Regions from separate parts of the Hordeum vulgare genome. Here region 2 is linked to region 1. Evidence: chromatin contacts called from public Hi-C data. All regions are on one chromosome and are shown on one strand. The core of a region is the stretch at or near the end of the contact, and the rest is flanking DNA. Distances in the headings are between cores, read along the strand shown.

Region 1 (2,550 bases), core at 37-2,536:
AATGATGTCCAAGTTTTCTGCAGCTACTGCAAGAATGCAGCGTCAATAAAGCATGTAGGATTCAAGAGAATCAGCTAAGGGGGGAAAGAGCCATAAGAGAATAGGGTTCTGGAACGAAATAATTAGAAGTGTAATTGTTAGTAATGGACCCTAGGGAAGTTACTGGAATATGATTTGATAGTTTTATACCCTGGAATTGTACCGTATCAACCAATAAATTAACAAGACAAGTCATAACAACTGCCATGAAACAGTGATGGGTTTTTTCAGTCAGAAGACACTGTTTTTGTTAAGTTTATATTATCTCTGTAGCTCTTTCAGTAAATTATAAAATGTTCTGCCTGTTTTCACAGTGGTGAATTTAGCTAAAGGATGAAACTCATAACATAGTCCACACCTCAATTATGAGAGTTGTGGAGAATGTCTTAGCTTTGAGGTTTCCAAGCCAGCACAACATGCTACACAATCTAATAGCTTGAGCCACTATAGGTTGCGAGGAGTAAAATGAAGTAAGGCGTCAATTGAGAGCAGCTGGGAACATTATATGCTTTGTAGGAGGATGGCTCGTAAGAAAGCGTGACTAAGTAGAATAACATGGGCCTTCCCATCAAATCTTACCAATCTCCACATATTTAGTTCGTTCAGATTCCACCTTAGACACTCTTCTAGAAATAGTGAAATGCATTGTAAATAAAAGCTTTACTGGAGTGCGCCACAACCCACAGCAATTTCGCCTCCAACACATCCAAAAACAACCATTCCCCTCCACCCCAGCTTGGCCTTTCCCAAATCTACAGTGACACGCTCAAGCATTGCTACGCCCGATCTACCGCGGCGGCTCAGATGAGCTCCCCTCGTGGTGAGCTGGACGGGACGGGGCGAGTTGCGTCCTATAAGCATCCAACTGAAGAACCGAAACAGTGAATCCATTGAGAAAGCTCCTTGACAAGCCCACCCCAACTCACTGGCGTCCTGAGGACGACGGCCTCCGTCATCTCGGCGCTGGCGCCGCCGTCGGCCGGGCCGAAATGGTGGTACTCGCCAGGTGGCGACCCGAACGGCTGGTAGCGCTGCAGCAGCACGCGCGCCGCGCCCTCGCTGCTGGTCCCGCCGCCGGCGGCCGCCATGGTGATTCGAGGAGCGGCGCGGAGCAGCGGATGGATCGGGCCGGGCGCGGGGCGGGGCGGGGCGCTTAGGGTTTGGATCTGAGGATTTTTGGCGGCAGAGGGGGAGAAAACGAGGGAAAGGAGGGGGTGAGGGGGCAGGAAAGGAGGGAAAATTGTGGTTTGGGTAGTGGGGGATGAAAGTTATGGTCTCGGAGAGAAGATGGGGCACTGTTTTAGAGGACTGGGACGGGAAATGTAAGCGGTTTCTTTTTTTCCATACAACCTTTTACTATGATCTTGTTCGAATGAAATAAGCATTTGGCTTCTTCACTGAGAGAAATGAGAGCATCGAACAAGAGTGAGTGGCGATGTACACTTCGTAGTGAAACGTGGCAGCAAGGAAAACGTCTCTGTTGAAATGAAAAATAAATAAAGCGAGGAGAACGTCCAACTGTGTGGGGCCCGGGTTCCGTGGAGAGATGCGCGCGCTTTTATTTTCCCGCCGCGGCGCTTGTGGCGTTCCCCTGACGCGTGGGTCAACCACCAGCTCGAGCGCGCGCTGGTTTTGGGTTTTTGGCGCGGAGACTCCTGATTGGTTCAAGCCGGCGCGCCCACGGCTAAATGAATGCGCCCCAATGCTTACACGCACACAAAGCTGCTCGCTACGTCCACGCTGAAGAGCAGGTAACGTAGACCTGAGTCAGCTGGATATAAAAAATAAATTAATATATTTTTTTAGTTAAAAGAAGGAAAAAAAAAAAAGTAAGTGTGCTCTTAGCTAAGAGCCAGCACTAGCACGTGTTCATAGGTATTTTGTGAGTATGAAAGATGGATCATATAATAAAGAAGCAGTACACTTTTACAATAAACCATTATACATGTTCACTATAAGATGGACTATAGATGACATGGCAATAGCTTATAACCAGCAGCTTGCTATACTATTGTACTTCCTCTAATAAACACGCTACACGATTTTTAGTAGAAAGAGACGTTACGGTCGACGACGATGCGTCTATGCTGACTTTTGTAAATCTCAATATGACATGCCGACCCAGTCTCTCAGAGGTGTTCATAAGGATAGAGTGTGTATATATGCATTCATATGGGGTGAATGTATGGACGTGTATATAAGCGTTTCGTCTATATTGTGTTTAGAAAAATATGAATACTAATATAATATTTTCTTACCTTTTTCCTAAATCAAATGTATACAAACATATTTTATTGTTTTAGTGTGTTTGTTCATTTATTTTGTGTGTGTATATAATTCATATTGAAATATCTAATACTCAATATTTGTGAACGTAGGTAGCGCTTCACCGGATGTGTCATGGCAATATAGAAAACATAAAAAATACTTTCTTCATTCATATGCATACAAAGTGTAATAACAGACAAATAATAGAAGAGTAGAGTATATGCCTCGCTTGTCTCAAACAAT
Region 2 (2,550 bases), core at 30-2,529, 560 kb before region 1:
GAAAACAAACCCAGCAATTGACCCAGTGTGAAGAGATATGAATGTAGCATGTTGTAGACTTGTGATATAAGTTTATTGTCTCTTTTTTCTACCGATCAATTTACTTCAATTATTTTCCACATGCTTGTGTGCTGACCATTTTACTTTCCATTATTGCATCAATCATGAGTTCATGACGACTAATCAGCTTTGTTAGTAGTATGACATTCATCATTTCTCTTGTTGCTATCATTCCTCTTTGTGTCTAATCCTACCAAATTATTTACACAAATTACAACCCAAACATAAGCCGGAAAACTCTACGAAAAAATCTAATCGCACAAACGAAAAGAAGAAAAGAGAAATCGAAGAGATTTCAGGTGCAACGAGGACCGCATGGAGGTGCGCCGGGCGGAGAAGTCAAGGCCGGAAGAGTGCTCCGATGAAGCTGAGGCAGTCGAACAGGAGGCGGCAGAGCGGGCCGCGCCAGCGCCGGCTCCGGCGGGTTGGGTCCTCCCTCGCCGACGGCGTCATCTGCAGGTACGCGTACGCTGCGTGTTTTACCAGCGGGTGGCGTATCATGTGTATGTCCCCACAGCTGCCGGTGCCACCGATGACGCAGGCCGCGGGCGAGCCCCCAGCCCCCGCGTACCGCGGCGACGATAGGATGTCCCGGAGGCTGGTGTACCCGTTCCCTCTGCCGTCGTAGTCGTTGCTGGGGATCTCGATCCCCGGCGGGGGGCACGACGGAGCTCGCTTGAGTGGCGTGCGCCAGTGCCGGAGCTCGAAGTTCCCCTTGGTGCCACCGTTTGCCAGCGGCGAGCGCAACCGGCCGCGGTAGTGGTGCGGCGACGGCGACGGGGACGGAGAGACCGGCGTGGCAGCCAGCGCTGCCGATGGCATAATCGGACCTGCAGCTACGGAGGATGGTGGATTGATAAGAATCGAATCAAACAGCTCGAGAGCAAGACGACGACTTTGAACGGGAGAGAGGAGAGAGAGAGAGGGAGAGAGGGGGAAGCAATTCACTCGAGTATATAAATGGGAAAATAGTTGGTCGGAGGCTGCTCTGGCCCGCATGTCATCCAGCACAAAAAGTTTCTAAGGGCGTCAAAATAATCATACAATTTGTTTGGAGGGAGGAGTGAGTAGTATCTGGGCCTGGAACGGCTCGTCAGATCGGCTTCGGGTGGAGGGGTGTGGGCCCGCGACAATTATTGGATCCACGTCGGCACAGCGACGATTGAACGTGCTTCTCCATGCTGCTGCGTTTCTCCGTGGGGATTTTGGGCGTTTTAAGCTGCTCTTTAGCACTATTACAGCCGGCATCCTAAACCCCTCAACATCATATAGCCAGCAGCTGGCTGTACTATTAACCATGCTCTCATACGCCCGCCGGACACGCTGGAGCGATCAGTGAGGATGAGCGTCTCAAACGGATCTTAAGAGCAACTCGATCCAAATGGATATAGATTTTTTTTATCCATTTAAGTCGGCTGTTCGACTAACAGACATGCGACCGACAAGCGTGATCGATGAATGTGTCCAACGAGCAAAATGTTTTGCGCGGACAAGCGAGGAGGCAAAATCAAGCGACAAGTCAGAAAAGACGTCGACGAGGGCGTATGGCGGCCAAGCCCAAGGCAAAGGGCACCGAGCTCGCGAGTGTCCTAGTACGCGTCGCAACCGGTGATCTTCCTGTCGTCCGCTGCAGTTCCTTGAGTTCTCCCCGTCGACGGAGGTCTCCCCTTCCATGGACGGCGGCGCAGTCAACGATGCTTGGATCGAGCGAGGACAGGGATGCAGGCAACGCGACGGCCATGGGAGGAAGCAGGAGCTCGAGGGGCATGGGTTATTATGCGGCAGGGTGGATCCGGCGAGGAGGAGGTCGAAGTTGAGGCACCAGCACGCCATGGGAGGCATGCAAAGCTTCGGGCAGCACCATCCATGGCGGTTGGTACCCGTGGGAGAAGAGGAAGAGATTTTGAGAGAAGACGAGAGAAAGGGAGAGGAAGGAGAGATGGCCGGCGGCATGGTCAACAATGAAGGTTCGGTGACGTGCGGGGATGGGCTGTGGCGGCAGAAGCCTGGCTCGGGCTGACACGAGTGGACGAGAGCGACCGACGGGGGCATACGCTTTTGTCCGCCGCCGACCCATTTGTCGTCCATATTTGTGCCTAGTTTGGGTCGGAAACGGACATCAGACGGACATGTTGTCTGTTTGGGTCGCCCTGTTGGGTGTTTAAATGATTCAAATGGACACGAGCGAACAAAATGGTTCGCCCAATTGGAGTTGCTCTAAACACCGGACTGATCCACACCTTCCATATCCATTTTAAATATAGAATGGATATGAGGAGACCCGGGCGCATCAGACTGGCGATGGGGTCCCACACGTAATCGTCCAAAAATTCAACAGTCTGACGGGCATCTTCTCGAGTGAGGGTGTGAATGTCACGTGGTGCTGCGTCGGCTCGCCGCTTGAGGCCAAAGTCCAGCTACTTAAGCCGGCCGGCATCCTCAACCCTAGCCACATCCACTCCCTCCCTCTTCATGCCGCCAGCCCAAGCT

What was found. A called contact is a pair of places that touch in the nucleus more often than the background predicts.
Region 2: a Hi-C map of leaf shows a contact between it and region 1, with 5 times the contacts expected there. The contact joins the promoter of LOC123397658 here to the promoter of LOC123395596 in region 1. A contact is called at or near these places in 5 of 6 Hi-C or Micro-C datasets (leaf, seedling and an unstated tissue) and 1 of 1 datasets of contacts at active chromatin or transcription factors (embryo).

Annotation. Positions count from the first base shown.
Region 1 is chr5H:268,212,314-268,214,863 of MorexV3_pseudomolecules_assembly, reverse strand. LOC123395596 (transcription factor E2FA-like) reads right to left here and starts at 1,286. Exons shown (of 14, transcript XM_045090621.1): 1 at 966-1,286. The coding sequence starts at 1,127.
Region 2 is chr5H:268,768,597-268,771,146 of MorexV3_pseudomolecules_assembly, reverse strand. It overlaps LOC123397658, which reads right to left and starts at 1,279. Exons shown (of 1, transcript XM_045092194.1): 1 at 170-1,279. The coding sequence starts at 1,059. The coding sequence ends at 400. It overlaps LOC123397659 (putative HVA22-like protein g), which reads left to right. Exons shown (of 6, transcript XM_045092195.1): 6 at 1-119.